2 separate regions of the Capsicum annuum genome follow, and region 1 is linked to region 2. A link is a contact called in public Hi-C data. All regions are on one chromosome and are shown on one strand. Each heading gives the region's core, a stretch centred on a gene start, on an enhancer-like site or on the middle of the called end of the contact. The rest is flanking DNA. Distances are from core to core; before and after follow the strand shown. Region 1 holds the start of LOC107862352 (transcription factor BIM1). Region 2 has its middle 20 kb from the start of LOC107862353.

Region 1 (3,239 bases), core at 167-2,666, 38 kb after region 2:
AACTTTCGGGTACGAATTCACGATTAAAGTTTGAAAATTTCAATTATGACATATAAATTAGAAGTAAAGAAGTATAATATATTTATAATGGAGAGGTGGTACCATCGAAGGTTATGATGCGATCGATGTAATCATTTTATTCTTAATTAGTAATCTCAATTTTGAAATGATAAAAGTTTTAAAAATTCTTTTTAATAGTTTGCATTCGATGTTTTTGAATAATTTGAGTCTTCAAAACGGACATCAAATATCGTTTAGAAAATAAAAAATAGAAACGGAGAGGTGCTGATTAGCCTTTGTCCAAGTTGCATGCTTTTGTTCTTGGTTCATAATATAAAATTAATTATTGTCAAAGATACACAAAATAATATTTTAAATTAATCTGTCAGATATTTACGTGTTCGAGAAATAGTGAAATAAAAAATTTATATCACAGCGTGTAGTTATATTTTTGAATCTGTTAATAAGTGGAATTTGATACTCATTCTGCCTCTTACTCAATAAATTATTTTTAACATTATGTTAGATGTGGAGGAGCCGTTTCTTTTCGAAATAATGGGACAGATTAATGCATCACTATTAGTTTAACCGGAACATGGAGTAGCTTTTCCTAATTACTATAATTTTTATAATATTATTAAAAGATTTAGTTGCTAAATAAACTAATACTATTACTCGGGATCGCCAAAAATATAAAAAAATCAAATTTTATACCACTAGCAGTGAACTGAATTCCATGACACCTTGATCCGACAGTCTAGTAAACGGTCATTAGGTTAGCCGAAATAGTTAATCCCACTATTAAATTTTAAAATTAATTTTTTTTATTAGAAGTATCACGGTTATAAAAGAATCGTATAATATACTATTTTGAATTCAATCAAATTCTAAATAGGTATCAATGTAGATTAAAAATAATTATTCTCTTCATCTTTTTTTTCTTGATCATGTTACTAAAAATATATTTTTAATAATCATTGTATAGTTTGAAAGACTAATAAATAATATTTTTCTTCTTTAAAATAAATGACTTACTTTTATTTTAGTTCGTTCATAAAAATAATCTTTTTTTAAATTAATATTTTAATTTCAACTTTAATATTTTTGATATTACATAATTAAAGAATATTTTGATACATTAGATATAATAATAATTTATGATATAAAATTTATTACTTTTAAAATTTCACACCAAGTTAAAATAAATAAATTTTTTTTAAAATGATGAAAATATAACCATTCTTTTATTCTTTCTATTAAATATAAACAAGTTTGATTGGACGGAGGGAATATGCTTAAAAGACCGTCAAACTATGAGCCAAACGCCGTTAATGCGCCGTAACGACGTTACGTGAGTGTGTTAACTTAACGGAGTGAAAACGAAAACGATGAACGCTGCCTTTAAAAGTTAAAGCTCCTCTCACCAAAGTCCCTCCCTCCCTCACAGAAAAAAAAAGAAAGTAGAGAGATATATTCAGATTTCTGTGATCTACGAGTCCCATTTTATTTTTCTGTATATTGAAGCAAAATTGAGGCGGCAATATATACTCATGTAAATTAGTGAATTGAGTTTTGGTTAGACAAGAGACGACGAGGGCCTACCAGCAATATCTTTCAAAAGTCACTGTTTGGATCACTTCCTTATTACGTTTGGGAAACTATTGTTTTCATTTCTTTCGGAGGAATTCCCATCTCAATTATGCATTATTCATCGACAATTCTCATCTAAAAGTACGTATCTATCTTCCTTCTGGATCTCTTTTGTTCTGTAAATTCTCTACTTTATTACGTATATTTTCAGCTGAATTATGATTAATTAGCCCGTTTCTTATACGAAACTTGTAATTTTCCAGGAAAGTGAAGAGAATTGGAGTGAATTTTATCGTGAAATAATCTACAAGTTCTTGAAGTTAGTTTTACAGAAGATTTTGCCAGTCTGCTGCTAATGCGCCTCCAATTTTCGTTGGAGGCGGATCTGTGCTACTATAAAGAGATTTGAATACAGAATTTTCGATATACGCAACATCTTAATTAGCAAAATTCAGTTGAATTCTGGTTTACAAAGAGATTAATCTGCGAAATTCAGTTGAATTCTGGTCTAATTACTTGATCTGGCGAACACACAATTTAAGCTTTTGGATGGAGCTGCCTCAGCCCAGACCTTTTGGAACAGAAGGTAACACTACTTTTAGCTTCACTTTTTTTGTATTGGATAATAACACTCCCTCCGTCTCCGTCTCCAATTTTCTTTGAAAAATAGTTTTACTAATTTATCGAAACTAATGATAGAAAATTTAGATTTATGTGTACGTGATTGTTGCAGGGAGGAAGACGACGCATGACTTTCTTTCACTGTATTCACCTATTCAACAAGATCCAACACCTCCCCAAGGTAAGATTTTTCGCGCATGCAGGATACTTATTTCTTTTTGGATAAAAGATAATTATCATATTTTGTTTAGGTTTATTATTTTTAACGGAGATAAAAGGTTTTTTTTTTTTTGTCTTTCTGTTTTACTTGTGAGATTTATTTTTTTTCCAACAAAAGGTGTGTTTGGGGTGCATGTGTTGTTGTCATTGATTTTGGAGAAGATGCAGCCCTTTATTTTTAAAAGATTCTTAAATGAGAAATTATTTAATATTCTATCATTTATATTATGCACTTAACTTGAGAGTTATTAGATTATATCTTAGTTATTTATACACGTTATTAGTAGTGGATTTTAGTTAATTGTTTTTTTGGTTATAAGTGCGCAAACTGTGAGCTAATTTTTTTTGTTAGTTTATCCATAAATGCTCAACATAGAAAATTACATCTCATCGGATTTAGGAGATCTGATCATTGTCTGAACGTAAGCCGCCCTCACGTTTTGTCATAGATTTTAATTTGTGATTAGAGATGTATTTAAATTGAAAAAAAAAATTAAAGTTTTATGAGTAGAAGCTTCAATTATTATCAAAAACTGATTCTCTTAAAAATATACGATGATTAAAGTTTGGAAATTGGATCAAATTTTATGATCGTACGAATATTTAAAGATAATTTTTTTAATATATACTTAGCAAAATTTATGGTCAAACATTAGTTTCTTGTTTTCATGTTTTTAAATTTTGATCTTGGGATCCTCTTATCTTCATTTTCTTTTTTCGGGTGGGGGAGACCAAGAAGGCTATGGTAAGGACAAACCTTCCACATGTAAGATGCAAAAGTTTTGGTTGGCTTCTCATCTTCTCTCTTT
Region 2 (3,374 bases), core at 148-2,647:
AAAGTGATGTTTAGAGAGAGTAAGGAATACGAAAACTTCTCTACCTAAAAGATGAGATAGAAATATTGTATCCTATATACCCCACTCGAAACAAAAATAATTTTAAAAAAACATAATATAAGCACAAAAGACAACAAATAGTAACAAAAATAATAGTTTGTATGTATTAGAATAGTACTATAATAAATAGTATTGTAATTAAACTATACGAAATAATAAATAATAGCTGATATCAAAGAACAAGATATTACAAGAGTACTTATATGCCTATTAGTAAGGACAACAAAATAGGATAATCCCACTTATTTGTATCTATACACTACAATATATTAACCTTTGACACTAGTTCATATCCTCCAAATATTTCTAAGTTTCTATTTTTGCTAAACTACACTTAAACATGTTCTACCTAATTATCTCTTTCAATACTTTTTCGATATTTTTTTACCTCTTCATCCAAGACCAATCTCTCCACATCTTTATACTGTGACATCATGCATCTTCTCATCTCGAATTATTTCAATCTTATTTTTTACACCGCATCTTTCTCTGATAACATCCTCTTTTTACCTCAATTATTTTCACTTTCAATCTCATCTCTCCTGCTAAATTCACACATTAATCATAATATTTTTATTTTCACCACTTTTATCAATCTTCTAAATATAAAAATTCTTAATTAATTAATATTTTACTGTATATAATATAACTGATCAAACTATCACTTATAAAATTTACATTTAAATTTAAATGACATCTTTTTATCACACAACTATTATATTATTATGAAGGGTGTAGTTAGTTATTCGGCCTAGTACTTGCATTAAACTCTTTTTACATAAACTACACAATATATTAACAATGTAAAGAAAATCAGATTCGCGTATAATATGTGGGGGCCACCACATCACCGCGTGAGTTGGCCACGTGATTTGGGAGGCGGACGATGTATCAACTAGACATTTTTTAATCACGTGACTCTACCGGATTTCACGGTCAGATTGCCACCTGTCCCGTAAAACTAACTTTTATTTTTTTAATTCATAATAATAATTATCCTGGGCTAACTTTTTATTCATAATCCCACAAATAAAGAAAAAAAAACAAAGAGTTTACAATATACATTATCCTAATCCTCCGACACTATATAATCATATTTAACTGATCCCTATAATGATACCTTAAGTAGAGAATGTCCACGCTACAGGGAAGCTTCTTGTTTACAATTAATTACTTTAATTATTTAATAATTTACATTTCAGGTTATTTTGGAAGAGTAAATTCTAAAACTAATGATTATGGAACTTCTAATCTTTCTGCGTTGTTCTCCCTTCTTTACATTAATATAATAATAATCGAATGAATATTAGTACTAATTAATTACTACTACAAGCTTTTACCTAGAATTAAAGACTAGAACTACACAAAAAGATATTTTATTGTTTCATCTCTGCTTTGAATTCATCAACCCACATGGTCCGGCTTTTTCTTAGATTCAGTGCATAGCAAAAATTTTAATATATCGTCGTGCATTCTTAGTTTCTATTTTCTGTCTGAAAAAACTTTATTTTCTGAAATCTTTGTGTTACTTTCTTAAATATAATTTATTTAGTTTAGTCTTAGAGGATATTTTTTAAAATTTTAGTATTCTTTGAATTATTCAAAAAAGGAGTTAAGCATGTATTATACATAGGACCTAGACCTACATAAAGAATCGTATTTGTTTCTTGAGAAACAATTCGAACTTTTTTTTTTTTTTTTTTTCAAAAGAAAGCAATTGACGTCGCTGTATTCATGAACCTTTGCAGTCTTTGCGTATTATTGGGAATCTTAACTTTTCTTTTAGACATAAATGTAATCCACAGCTCTATTAATTAATTTAATGAAATCACGTTACCTTAGCTTATTGTATTTCTCATTGACTAACTAAAGTCTTAATCAGTTGTTTTAAATAAACAAGTAGCTGGTAGATAATTAAGTTACTGTACTGTGCATGACTCACTTTTCTATAAGAGTGCTGGTGATTGTTGTTATATTTAAAAAAAGGAAAGTGCTAAATGATTATAATTTTTTGATCCAAATTTGACCATAATTGTGAAAAGACTTTTATAGCCTTGTTTAGATTTTACCATAAAAGGGCAAAAAAGTCTAAAAGTTAAGTATGAACGCAATTTTTTTTCATTATGACCAAATTGTGACAAAAAAATTGTGGCCAAAAAGATTTTTCCTAAAAAAAAAAAAAGGAGCAAACAAACGTTTACCTAGTTTATGAAATTTGCAGTTAGTACGAACAATTTGTTTTGGTACACACAATTTATGGCAACCCTTTTGCTTCATTGACTTGGAAAAAGTTTCATTTTGGTGTTGGACTCCTTAATTATATATATATCCATATTGTTCGTATATAGATGATTAAATTCTATCAAAGCTTAGTTTCAGTTTATTTATTTTACCAAATAATATTCAAATTAGATTAAAATTATAAAAAAAAAAACAGTAAAACTTGTACTGTCTGCCACAAATTATTGTTAAGATGGTTGGCTAACTTATTAAACTTTTGGACAAATCGTATTCAGCTACTAACTAATTTTGGGTAGAAGAGTTTCCTGCCTATATATTCATAATAAACACTTCTGCTTGGACCAATTGATTTTACACATATTTGAAATGTTATTGATGAATGGGTATTAATCATACAGGTAGTGGTTATCAAAACTGAGTACGAAAAGGACATGTCATTCATGCTCAAATCTTGAAATTTAATTAATTAAATACCTTATAGTAGTTTTATCGATCAATATAACAAGTTGTGAGTGTAGTCATTTTATGTCTAACTAAACCTATCTGATTCGAAATCATATCGCGTTGTTATTAATATCACAAAGGAGAAAAGGTTTCCCGTTCTGAAATTTAAATTCGAGATTTAATTCGATTAAGCAGAGATAACAACAGCTATCCAAACAAACATTAGTTGATGATATATTGGATAATCATCAAAAGGAAAAATATTTAATCTGATTAAAAATTTTTTAGTATCTACTAAAATTACTTTTGTTTTTATTATAATACATATAATACCCTCTCCGATTAAAAAAGAATGATTTTTTTTTTAATCTCTTTCAAAATAAATGACCTTTTTACTTTTTTAACAATACTTAAATTTCAACTTTACACATGATATGTTAAAACCACAAGATTAAAGGGAGTACAAGAATTAAAAGTCTTCTTACTTTCTTAAATTTCGTGCCAAGTCAAATTAGATTATTTTTTTTTTTAAATGGAGAAAGTAGGTAATAAAATATTTTTACAAAATTTAAGTTTAGTCTATTTAGGCAAGAGACATTATAACTGATCAATATTTGGAAGTGAGGAGC

The links. Hi-C and Micro-C count contacts between places; a contact is called where the count stands out from the background.
Region 1: a Hi-C map of leaf shows a contact between it and region 2, with 5 times the contacts expected there. The contact joins the promoter of LOC107862352 here to the enhancer-like site in region 2. A contact is called at or near these places in 5 of 5 Hi-C or Micro-C datasets (bud, leaf, pericarp and 1 more).

What each region holds. Positions count from the first base shown.
Region 1 is chr3:251,640,180-251,643,418 of UCD10Xv1.1, forward strand. It overlaps LOC107862352 (transcription factor BIM1), which reads left to right and starts at 1,417. Exons shown (of 12, transcript XM_016707907.2): 1 at 1,417-1,731; 2 at 1,854-2,176; 3 at 2,324-2,392. The coding sequence starts at 2,140.
Region 2 is chr3:251,601,749-251,605,122 of UCD10Xv1.1, forward strand. No RefSeq gene overlaps it. Among protein-coding and RNA genes, the nearest start is that of LOC107862353, 20 kb to the left of the region's middle. Within about 2 kb of position 1,398, at least 3 of the 5 cell types and tissues checked have an H3K27ac peak or open chromatin away from gene starts, as enhancers often do. A contact at or near this core is called in leaf and pericarp, where this site is marked.